Linked DNA regions of Gossypium hirsutum: region 2 is linked to region 1. The links are chromatin contacts, called in public Hi-C maps. All regions are on one chromosome and are shown on one strand. The core of a region is the stretch at or near the end of the contact, and the rest is flanking DNA. Distances in the headings are between cores, read along the strand shown.

Evidence for each region. Hi-C and Micro-C count contacts between places; a contact is called where the count stands out from the background.
Region 2: a contact with region 1 is called in a Hi-C map of leaf, with 1.8 times the contacts expected there. The contact joins the promoter of LOC107901643 here to the promoter of LOC107901653 in region 1. A contact is called at or near these places in 3 of 34 Hi-C or Micro-C datasets (all in leaf).

What each region holds. Positions count from the first base shown.
Region 1 is chrD06:25,418,834-25,425,560 of Gossypium_hirsutum_v2.1, reverse strand. It overlaps LOC107901653 (monogalactosyldiacylglycerol synthase, chloroplastic), which reads right to left and starts at 3,256. Exons shown (of 8, transcript XM_016827729.2): 1 at 2,580-3,256; 2 at 2,171-2,343; 3 at 824-985; 4 at 602-743; 5 at 167-391. The coding sequence starts at 3,095.
Region 2 is chrD06:25,991,662-25,998,388 of Gossypium_hirsutum_v2.1, reverse strand. LOC107901643 (ubiquitin carboxyl-terminal hydrolase 18) reads right to left here and starts at 3,497. Exons shown (of 11, transcript XM_016827717.2): 1 at 3,092-3,497; 2 at 2,088-2,238; 3 at 1,933-2,021; 4 at 1,729-1,814; 5 at 1,478-1,640; 6 at 1,249-1,372; 7 at 653-810; 8 at 388-472; 9 at 30-248. The coding sequence starts at 3,339.

The sequences.
Region 1 (6,727 bases), core at 2,007-4,506:
AACATGAAGTGGAAACATGATTAACAAGTTAATCGCATGTTTAAGCTAGTTAAAGAAGAATATTAGGAGAAAAAGTTCTCGAAAAAGGCATCTTGATTGGAATTATAAGTAGAAGACATAGCTATTTGAAGTATTTCAAATTAAAACATACAAAGAAAGTCGATACCTGGACAGGAATTTTCCAGTCAATCGAAAGCAATTTGCAGGCAAGCTTTTTGTTACGGCCACAAATTATGAGAACTTGGCCAATAGGCTCCCCAAGGTTCTCATCATATAATGCGTCTCCAAGTGCACGAGCAGTTGCTTCAATAGGCCCCATCCCTTCTCCTCCTCCCATTAGCAAAACAGCAGGAAGAGACTGATCCATTCCTAGTTCTCTCCTCAGCTCAATCTACAATTACCAAAAGCTATAGTGTATCATAACCTAGGAGCCAATGAAAGATGAATAGCCAGAGATTTCAAAAGATATAATAAACTCGAAAATAATTGCAAGTGGTCTAACCAAGACCTGCAAAGTGAAAAGCTCAGAACAATAGTTTTCACTAAAAATTAAATTTCGCATAGAGAACATAAAAGTTCACCAGGTTGAAAGGTAACTGACCTTTGGCCGAACAGGCTTCACAAAAGAAGGCCGCACTGGAAGGCCATAAACCTTAATTTGGGATTGTTTAAGACCAGCTTTCATTGCCCTTTTTGCTACTTCTGCTGTTGGGCAATAGCATCTAGTTACAAGCTTATGAAACCTAAAAAAGAATGCACATGTCCAAAATTACACCAAGAATAAGTGAGTTTGAAAGGCATTAAACCGAGATGAAGAACTAACCATGTAGGATGGCAAGTGCTTAGGTCAGTGACCACTGTGGTAAATACTATCTTCTCTAGCAGACCCTTTGCCCTCAGAATACGAAGTGGAACATGTTGCATCAGCGGATGTACACTGATAATAATGTCTGGCTGGTATTTCATCAACCCTTTGGCAACCTCTCTAGTAATAAGAACATAAAATAACAGAATTGGATAAATATAAGACACAAGCATGCATGTATTGTAATTTGTTGCAAGGATAAAAGTTTACAAGAATGGCAAAACAAATCATATGAGACTGATTTGTTGCAAGAATGACATACTTGATTCTGTTTCATTTGCATATCATCTTACATTAGATCAACAGGGAGGAAACAGTCATCAATAGAAACTTGTTGAATGGTGACTACGTACAAATCACAGCATAGTTAATTGTTATACCAGCTTGGGAAACATGCCACAGTCCAATAGAACTGAGGCTATAGCCTAAAAAAGGCAGAAGGCATGCAAAACCAAAACCTCCTACATCACCAGCTAACAGCTAAGGAGCATACCACCTAGCACAACATGTAGCTTTCAAGAACTGACAGCCTTGCTAGGAAGGACCCTGATACAGCTCAGGCTGCAGGGCCAACAAAAATGGCCACTGGACATAGCTGCCAAGCCAAGCCAAGACAAAAGAATAACCAACCACCATGCAACAGGCAGCCCCAAGGCTAGGTATAAATACCCAAGTACCAACTCCCTCTCTCTTACTTCCTCTCTGCTAGCTTGCTTTACCCATTACACTATCTCGTTTTCTAACTTAAGCATCAAAGAGCATTCTGGAGCACTGATGCCCGAAGGCTAGGTATAAATATCCAAGTACCAAATCCCTCTCACACTTCTTCTCTGCTAGCTTAAGCTCTTTTTTTATCCATTACACAATCTCCTTTGCTAACTTAAGCATCAGATAGCACTCTGGAGCACTGATGCCCCAAGGCTAGGTATAAATATCCAAGTACCAACTCTCTCTCACACTTCTTCTCTGCTAGCTTAAGCTCTTTTTTTATCCATTACACAATCTCCTTTGCTAACTTAAGCATCCGATAGCACTCTGGAGCATTGATGCCCCAAGGCTAGGTATAAATACCCAAGTAACTCTCTCTCACGATCTACACTCTCTCATACTTCTTCTCTGCTAGCTTAAGCTCTTGCTTTACCTGTTACAAAATCTCCTTCCCTGACTTAAACATCATAGAGCGCTCCGGAGCATTGACACCACCCCAACTCACATGTACTTTGCTATAAGCTTTAGCAACAAAAGTCCATCACCAAGAGGACTCCAACATAAATAATATAGGAAAACAATCTAAAAACATCTCACCTTGCTATGAACGTCGAAGTTGCAGCAAAATTTGATTGATGAATTACCCGAGGAGCGGTTCCATAATAAGTCATTCTCCACAATGATCCATGTTTGACCAAGAAGTTATAGCTCTTTGGCAATTGATTAAATGGCCAGGGTGTATGATCGGACCACAAATCAGTAACAAACACCTGCAATATAACACCAATCTTGACATACAGAACAAAAGTACACTAAAAACGTATGCACCCATTATCTACTAATTCTTCAATCAATTTTCCAAGAAACTGCAGAAACATAAAGATAAATAAAACTGAAATATGCCTATATTGATACCAAAAAAAAATGAAATGAAATGAAATTTCTCAATTTCTACTTTTGCCCAATGCCCACATTTTCTTTGCATCCAAACAAAAAGGAAACTGACCTGATAATCGTCTCCAAATTCCTCCATAAAAGCAGCCTTAATAGCTTCAGCGGAAGCTCTATGACCCCCACCAGTATCACTCATCAAAATCAAAACTTTTTTGGGGGCCTCAGCTTCGACTCCATTTAAAGGCAAACCTTCAACCTCCAAAACACCGCCACCGTCATCCCTCACTCCATTGCTATCCTCGGAACCGACCCGAACCGAAGCAAACCCGATCGGGATTCTTTCACAATGAAACTTAATCGCTCTATTGAACTCGTTCATGATCCTCCCAACGCTCGAAGAAACGCCGTTTCGAGCACCCAAACTGAGCGAAGCAACAGCTATAACTCTACGCCTTTTATGAGCAATCGAGCCTCTGAACCCCGAGAAATACACGTAATTTGGCTTGAATGAAGAAAACCCATCAGAATTCGAGCTGTAAAAGCTCTTTTTGAAAGCTAAGTGACCCGTTTGCGTAACGAGATCAATGGCAGAGCCAGATTCTTGGGTAACCTTTGAAGGGTTTTGCATTTTGGGAAGTTTTTTTGGCTAGTTGCAGAGTTATGATGATGATGAGAAAGAAACTGAAACAATTTTAAACCATGATAGTTTTTGTTTCGAATAACAGCCAAAGTTCATTTATTTATATGGAAAAAAGTAGGTGACAGTGATGGAATCTAAAGGTGATTTCGTAACCGCAGAAACTGAGATAGGGAATGCCTTTGTACTTAGTGCTCTGATAGTAACCGGATCCACTTTTCCTGGGTTGCCCAACTTAGCTCTCGTTTTGGTTTGTGGTTAAATTTTAGGGTTAATATATTATTTCACACTTCAATTTTCTTTTCTCCTAGTTTGGCTTTAATATTTAATTTATTATTTAAGTTTTCTGTTCCAATTAAGTACTATGTTTTATTATTAGAGCACAAGTACCAAACATTTATTGGGCCACATTGTGCTATTTCGTTGGGTACCAAATTGTATATTGAAATCAAATTAATGTACTAAATTGATAAAGAAAAAAATTTAGGTACCAAATTAAACATTGAAGGCAAACTAAGACACAAGATGACATGATGCCATTCAAGTGTATGCAATATCTGTAAAGTTAAAAAAAACATTAATTTTTCTATTCATTTTGAGATAACTTAACCAAAAATACAAGTTTAAAGGCGAAAAGAAGTGAAAAACTAAATAGAAGACTAAAATATTTTATTTTAATAAAATTGGAAGAATTATTATGCCTTGAACATTTAATTGCGTTTATTTTGAACATGTATCCCAACTCTTTATCAATATTTATAGTTTCACCCCTAATTTGAGTTTAATATTGAAAAGTATAATGAGATTAATATAGGAAGTACGTAAATTAAATTAAATCTATTACCTACACAGAATAAGAAATTGGGATTTGATTTGTACTCAAGTAGCGTTTCTTGTTTGGCCCTCGTCGCACTCAATGTAAAGAAGCCATATAAGTCCACGTCAGAACCGACCATTTAAATTGATTAAATTCTTTGGCAGGTTGTCGTATTTTAGATTAAAATGTAAATTAGGGTATATGCTTTTAATAAATTATTTTTCCTCTTTTTAAAAAGAAGGGATTATCCAATGTTAAATATGATGTCAATCATATTTTAATGTTCAACTTAAAGTGATGTATATTTTATTTTTTTGTATTTTTTATATATTTGAAATTCATTTATTCTTTTATTTTAAGAAACATAGTTTTTTTTTTCTATATTTAAGGATACAAGCCTAATTGTTAAATCATTAAAAACTTTTATTGAATTCAAGTTGATTACAACGTAAATTTTTTGTTACATGATTATTAAGTGAGTGTTTTTTATTTCAAAATATCACACCAATAAATTTAATAAAAGAATTTTAATAGCTCAGTTGGTATCAATATTATTGCTAGTGAAGGAGGATGTGAGTTCAAAAGTTTTGAAATGTGTTTATTCTTCTCTTTAAAAGTTAGGAGAGATTATGAATATTTTTAGATATTTTATAATAAAAAATTGAAACTACATTTTAAAATTTAAAAAGTAAAAAAATTTAATTTTATAAACATAAGAATATAAGTATTAAACTTCAAATATATAACGAGTAGATAAACTTAAATATTTTAACCTTTTTACTTATTTATATTTCTACCCGTAATGTAAAATTACTAAACTCAAATGAACCCTAGAGGCCTAAGACATATAGTAGATAAAATTTAACCCTGTACGACATTGCATATGACAAATTGACATTATTTTCCCCGCTTCGATGATTGATGGGCTACCTGAATTTTTTTACATCTGCTTCTTTTAAGGTTATATATAGATTAGAATGGTAAAAAATTAAAAATCGGGCCAAATAATTAGATTATTGAATCGAATTAGAATTTTATTAATTTATTAATTATCATTAAAATAATAATTAAATGATGATATCATCAGTTTTATTATCAATCCAGTTTTTAAAATATTGGTTATTTAAGAGTTTTATTGGATGGATTTATCCATTTATATTAAATTATCACACATTTACCATGTAAGTAAAAGTATATTTACTAAAATATTATATAAAAAACCAAATTAATTTTTTGGTAAAATGGTGAATTTGAAGGTTTAAAAATTATAATATTTAAGTTCAAATACCATTACGTTATTAGAATAAATTTGGATAAACTTATAAACATGGTAACATCCAAATAATACAAATCTAAATAACTACAAACAAAATCAAATCATTACAAGCACAAACATACTAATAATGAAAATACATATCTGAACTATAAAATCGGAAAATAACCCACGTATGATAAAACTTGAACCTAAATAAGCCAATGGCTTGTTCATTGCACTTTTTGAAACAAATAATTATATATTTTCCACTACTACCCATATCCCAAACATTTAAATAGGTTTAAAGGTGTAAAAAGCCTTCAATTTTTTTCAAAAATAAGCATTTAAGCTCATACTTTTTTTTGCACTCAATTGGGTACTTGAACTTTCAAAATGCATCAAAAAGGCCTTCAAACTTTTTCAAAAACAGCAATTAAGCCCCTAATTTTTTTTGCACTTAATTGGATACTTGAACTTTCGAAATGCAATAAAAAGGCTCTTTGACTGTTAACTTTAACAGTTGACCATTAAAGTTAACTGCCCCTACTTTTTTCAGTTAAAGCTTCCACGTGTCACAATCACGGCGTCACAAATGGCAAAAAATGATTAAAAAATAAAAATCAATAAAATTTATAAAAATTATTAAATTTTAATAAAAAATAAAAATATATTTAAATTAGAAAAATTATAAAAATCGTAAAAAATAATAAAATATATAGAAATATAGAAAAAATAATAAAATTTTATAAAGTCGTAAGAAAATTATAAAAATGTAAAGAAATATAAAATTCATAAAAAAAATTATTAAAATTATTGTACCAAAAGAAGCATTTTATAATTTTTCTGTAACTTTTATTGATTTTTATTTTTGGTTGGATATAAACCCATGTAAGCAACGAATAAGTAAAATAATGAAGAAATTGAAAAGATCGAACATATAAATTTTATGTGGAAAAACTCCTCAAAAAGAATAAAAAACCACGGGCAAAAGGAGAATTCGCTAATAAAAGAAAAATACAAATGAAGAGAATCAAAGCAAACAAAACCCGAAACCCCGAAAGAAAAACCCTTCAAACTGAAACACATAATTCTCTCTTAACTGTGTTATTTTATGTATCTAGGTCTAACTCACACTAATCCTGATGGCTCTAAGGTGACTTATATAGCCTACATGTTACTTGCTTCCCACTTACCCTATATATACTTTACTAATTAATGCAATATACTATTAAATGATTAGGGTCTAATTAGAAAATAATCCCAAAATTGTCATCCAAGGAATCAACTGCATATTTTCATATCTCGTCGCGTCGTTGGGATGAAGATTTTCTTCTCATCGTGATGTCAGTTTCTCACCGCGACGTCATGTTCTTTGGCATTACGATGTCACTCTCTATTTTAGCTTGACACACGAGGCATACTCCACATGTCACATCTCAAAAATCAGGTTAGTACAAATTGGGTTAATGTACTGAGAGTGGTCACGTCCGAATTATTTTTAGATGATCTTTTACTCATTTGATAATATATAACTATCAAGTATAGTGGTTA
Region 2 (6,727 bases), core at 2,248-4,747, 570 kb before region 1:
GAAATGACAATGACAGAGAGAGAGAATACCTTACAGTCATCAATTCTGTACCAGTTTCCAGAGAAATCTTTGGTATAGCAGATGTAATGACCAAAAAAGGATGCATTCAACATATCCACATGGACAACAACCGCATAAAGTTTGTAAATATTGGAATCATCCCCATCTTCACTCTCACTCATGTACGGGCTAAGATCTAACGTCTCAGGAAAGCTGACTCTTTTGTTGAGTTTTCCAAATCGGCCGCTCTGAAAAAAGTTTCAATATGAATTTTAGTATCATAAAGCAAAGCTTCAATCATCTGGCTTACCAGCAAAAGGAAAAGACATCAAGCATTCACTGCCATGTCAAACAAATTAAACATGCATTTCAGATGTAGGATAAGACCTGAAATCTTTTCAAGGCAATTGTAAGAATGTTAGGAGCCCATCGTATGGTAAGGCGCTTCCATGCCTTAACGTAGTCATTGCAGCTGAAACGAGAAACGAAATATCATAGTTAACACCAGATCCAAAAATGTGAATAACAATGTAGTTAGAAATCAAAGTACAATAAAAATATATAAAATATGGGTAAAGATTCTGGCTGTATAACTTAAAATCATGCAAACTAAACTATAAACATCTTGAGATCAAATGGAGAGCAATCATACCCATCACATTTGTACATATTATCTCCATGAAGCCACTCTTTAACGGTGAACTGGTCAAGGCATTCCTCCAATGATGAAGCATCTCCATGAATTTCAACAGTCAAATCCATCATATTTTCATACTGATTTGAAATCTTATTGCAATTAGTACAAATCACCTACAGGTTTCAACACAATGATAAGTATTAGATATTAGAGTGCAAACTTGAATTTTAAAACACTAAGCAAGGTGATTATAAAAGACATTAGACCCTAATCATCTGAAATCACCTTTAATTGTTGGATATTTTACTTCCAAACTCACTAGGTTGAGGTGTAATACTCTTATTTGCTAAAACACAGGTATAATGTTTTGGGGGATAACTTAAACCAAACTTTCAAAAGTACTTCTTTAAATCACTTTTCCACAGCACTTCTCAAAAGAATGCTAAACTAGCCCAAAAACTAAATTAAGAAAGCAAACTGAAAAACAAAAAATGTTTCAGAATATTCTTCACTAATATGATCCATTGACACTGTATCCTTATCAATGGCCTAAGTTAAAATGGAAAAGGAGAAAGAAAAGTCAATTATTCTAAGCTAATGAGATGCATCACCTGAGACTGCAGATGACCACCAAATATATGCTGAATAAGAGTTGTCTCTTGAGAGCTGCGGTCAACAGCTTTTTCTCCACCGAATTCATCAAGGCAAACTGATTGCATCGTGTCAATAGCAAACCTGAAAGAATAAAACGAAAAAAAAGATCCAGTAATCCATAATTTCCTCAAGTTAATTTCAGTAGATGTTAAAAGAGAATGCAATCACATACAAAGTAATACCAACCTCATGAATTCATGAGCATCCTCTTGTCTTCCATAACCAAGATTACCTCCAATATTAGGCAACCGTGACAGAATATTGATTGGTGAAAATGGATGCAAACTTTGTCTTGATCGTTCGACATGAATTTGAAATTCGCACATAAAGCACCAATCATTGCGTCTGCCTGGAGAATGGAAATAAAAAATATAAAGGTCACATGCTGTTCAAGAACCTAGAGATGAAAACCTATTAGCTCTAGTTTCTCAACTTACATTCTTTCCGATGGCCTTTCTCCAACAAGTAAGCAACAAGCGGTCGAGTGGAAACAAGGCATTGCAGAACAACATTAGCGAAGCAACTGCAGAAACAAACAGGAAAAGATAAACCAAATAGAGATGGAACACAAACTGATCTAATCTAATCATATGTAAAGAAGGCTTCAACTAGAAGAATTAATAAGCATGGTAAAAATGAACCTGTTTCCACAATTTAAGAGTCCACATGGAGGGAATCCTGGTTTCTCCCAGTTGAAAAGCTTTACAAACTCATCGTATGGGAAAAGAACCTGAAAATTTTGAATATGAATTTCATATTTACTTATATTGGTTTTACAAAGGGCCAAAAGATTAACCTTTCTCGGTTTCTTGATAATCTTAGAGGTTCCACTGACAGGAACCAGAGCAACTCCTGAAAACGGTTTGGTGGTTGTAGTTTGTGTTGAATTTACTTTGCACTTTGTCTTATGCCCATCCTTCCAGTCCACCTGTTGGCAGGCTGAGGAGCTGAAAAATGAAGCAAACATAAAGATTAAACCATCCACTTGATAGAAGAATTTATGTAACCATAAGTTGACGAACTTATAGGTTCGCAAATCATAGCCCACAGGCCTGTAATCTGACACGTCTCATTTTCTAATACCAGAAAGCAAATGCAGAACTTTTAAAGTCAAGGCAGCACCGGGAGAAAGGGGGCCTTTGTTAAGTTAAGCAAATATAACTACAATCAAGGCATCTTTTTGTATAATTGACTGATAGACTGATCAAAATTTCAACACTGAACTAGCTGGGCATTCAGTTTATTGACATAATCAGTGTCAATAAGTAGGCTCAACCTAGATTAAGCACAACAGTACGTTTATAAAGAAAAAAAATTCAAGCCAAATGCTTTATTAAAAGAAGAAGCTAAATTCCTGGAAAACGTTCTAACATCGACAACAAAAACACTTCTTTCTAACCCATAATTAACAAACCAAACTAATAAAAAGCAAAGTAAATTAAGAAAACTAAAATAGATAAAGAAAACCCACGAATGTCAACAATAAGCACTTAAACCACTGTGTCGAGAAACGCCACCAGTAAATAACAGTTAGAGAAACGCCACCAGTAAATAACAGTTAGAGAAACTTCAAAAAGCAGTTAATCACTAAGATGCTTACGAGTATTAAAAACATAGAAAAATAAATAAATAACCTTTTTTATCTTCTTTTTTTTTTACTTTTCGATAATCCCGAAACGTTAAAGAAACAGCTCAAACAATATTAACAACAGCAATTAACAGCCAAAAAAAAAAGCAATCAAGGAGTACGATCATACAAGGACAACGAATTCTTCTGGAGAAAAAAAAAGGCGTGCGTACCAATAACGAACGGATTTGCAACGAGAGCACTTCTTGAAGGCGGGATTAGAGCATACGGCGCAAGGGAAGTGATCGGCGTCCATGGGGATGGAAGGCATTGGTTGGTCCCGATCGAAATTGGCGTCGACCTCGAAGTATTTCGACGCCGTGTTCTTCAGCAAGCGAAGAGACACAAATGCGAAAATGAAGAGCGTGAAAATGAATTGCAGGAACCAATTCAGATCCAACGTTATTCCGCCGACATGCATCTACACAGCCTTCTCGATCCCGGTTCTAGGGTTTTTCTTCATCGATTTCTTTTTTATTTTTTATTTTCCTTTCTGTGCCACTCTATCACAGTTCCCCTTTACCAATTTTATCTTTTCTTTTATTTTTTTTTAATTTAATTACTCTATTTCTCTCGAAACCCCTAAGCCAAAATTAGCAAACCCATTCCCTATTTAACAGGATATTTATTTTCTTTTTTCTTTTTTCTTTTTAATTCTCCACAAGTGTATCTAATTTCTAAAGTACTAGTAAGTAATAATAATTATTGATATTGTGATAAAAATTTATAAATAATTGTGTTAATTAAATTTCGATTGTGCACTCAAATTCATTTTATTTTTTAAATAAATTATATTATTTATATAATTTTTTAATATATTTTAATAATTTTTAAGGTGAGTTGGTATCCGATTGATTTATCCCAACAATTCAATTAAAGATTTAAATTTATATGATTTATATGATAGTATAGATACATGTGTATATATTATAAATATTTTTATGTTCATAGTTGCTTTTGTATCTCTTTTGTTAAATATATACATATTTAAGTAGATTATATTATTAAGGGTAACCTAAATTTATAGCCACTTTAAAATAGTGTTTGTCCTATTTTGATTATTTTAAACTTTTTTCTTAATAATCACTCTAAATAAAATAATTGTGTGAATTAGTCACTGTTGTTAAAATTTTTTGTTTTCTTTTAACAGAATACTGATGTGGCACAATAGCGCATTGAGTGATTGACATGTGGTATTTTTTATTTGACTTTTGATTAAAGTTTAAAGATCTCTCTATAAAGTTTAAGGGGAAAAGGTTTTGGACTAATTAAAGGGAGGTCCCTAAACTTTAGTAAAAAATCAACAAGAAAATGTCATGTGGCAGTCATTTAATGTGCTAATGTGCCACGTCAATAATTTGTTAAAAGAAAATGAAAATTTTAACGGCTATGATTAATTCACACAATTATCTTATTTAAAATACTTAAATTAAAAAAATAAAATGACCAAAATAAGACAAATCCTATGGATGTAGTTTTTGTAATAAGTTAATATAAAGTAGTCTACAAATCAAGTGATACTATATATAACCCTTCTTTTAACAAGTGACGTGAATGGTTTTTTTATGCAATTAACTTAAAAGAAATAATTATTTACAAAAATAATCCTAGTCAAATTTATGTACGAAAATTATATGTTCTCTACAGTGACCACCAGTGCCACCTGACATACTGGCGACATCGCCCCCTTATCATTAGCCAATCAATGACTTTTTAAAAAAATTTTGGATACCACCACCGTGTTAGGTGGTACCAATATGTAATTTTTCAAATATTCATTACAAATACGGATATTCAAGGAGGGAAAAATGAGAGTAGAAAGAAAGAGATATAAGAGAAATATAAAAGGATGAGAGAGAAAGAGACATGGGAGAAAGATAGAGGGATGAGAGAAGAAAAGTCAAATATGAGAAAGGAAAGAGAATAATAAATATTTAGAATAAAAATATGAAAGGGAATTGAATATTTTATGAAAAATAAAGAATCAAATATAAAAGAGGAAAGAGAATAACATATATGGAAAATAAAGAATCAGATATGGAAAAAAAAAAAGAAAATAACAAATACGGAAATATGTATTTTTCATAAAATATTAAATACCCTTTTATATCTCTATTTTTCATATATATTATTCTATTTCCTTTCTCATATTTGATTATCTATTTTCAATATATGTTATTCTCTTTCCTTTTTCCATTCAAATTTCTCTTCTTTTTCTCAATTGAAAGCTTTAATCGTTGTACTTAATAACCACCAATTTTTTCATTTACAGTATCCTTTCGTACCGATTTCAAGACTAAAAAAGAGATTTCCTTCTTCTCATTGAATTTTATAGTTCAGATCTCCTAGTAGCCCAGCTCCAAATGTTTTAAAACAATAACTAAAGCTTTGAACTATTTTTTCTACAATGTTTTTTTTTAAATATCACTGGTGCCACCTAAAATGATGAGGAAACCTAAAAATATATATATTTTTAAAAAATTTCAACGGGTGCCGCCTGACAGCCTGACGACACTCATTAAATTTTTTTTCTTTTTTTTTTCCTTCCTGAATACCCATATTTTTAACAAGTATTTTGAAAAAATACATACTAGTGTTGAGTTGTTTGACACAATGATGACACCCACAAAAATTATGTTAAAAAAAAGATGATTGATTAATTATGAGGGGGCGGTGCTACCTATGTGTCAAGTGACACCGACGATCACTGTAGAAAACAGATCATTTACGTACATAAGTTTTAACTTAAGTTATTTTCATAAATAATGAATTATTTTGGTTAGTTAAATAAAAAAACTTGACATAAATAAATGATTACAATAAATACAATTTTAATATAAAGTGAATTCGCGGGAAAATCAAAGGGTAAACATTAGTGCATTTAAATTTAAAAAATATATAAAATTATAAGTTATTATAATAATGAAATTTCATTTTTAACCTTTAAAAATGTATAGTTCAATTTTAGTTCTCCAAAAATTATCTTTTAGCTTTTGTTTTGATTTTTTTTTAAAAACTCAAATACTCATCGTAGAAGCAATTTATTATTAACACATCACGATTCAAACTCATAACTTAAGTGATAAAATGAACATTTATAATCACTAAACTAAACAATAGAATTCTAAATTTTACCCTTGATTATATCCACAATATGAAATAAAATTCTAGAGGCAATTTTTTTTATTCACAATATTCATATTTAAAAGCAACGGTGAATTTAATAACCTAAAAATGAAAAAAAATATTAATCATTTTAAAAATAATAAAATTATATCTTAAGTTCACCCGTTTTAAAATTTCTTATTGCTGGACAAAAGAAAAAACGTACAAGATCTGTAAGCATTGACTAGAGGCAACAAAATACCTATCCTTTTTTCTGCATGGCTTTAGGTTCATAGCCAATCAAACAAATAGCAACAGTAAGCCCCCCCCCCCACCCCGCAAAAAGAAAAAAAACCATTTGGGCATAACATCCTTCTCTGCCTCCAAAAACATGGGCTTAGTACAATGAGGAAGGCAAATAAAACGGGAAAATGGCCCAAGTACTTACATGGTTGCCACATTTCAAATAGTACTTAAGATTTAACCCCTGAACTTAACACTTTCTCTCAAATTAGTACTTGATCCCTTGAATTTTCATTCCAGATACTTGTAGACAGTGACATATGGCAATAATGAAGTCATTTTGATGTCATAATTCAATTTTTAAAATTTTAAAAAATTTTAAAAAATTCAAAAGTATATGTAAGAAAATTTAAAATCATAACAAGTTTATAAATAAAAATAAAAATATATTAAAATTTAAA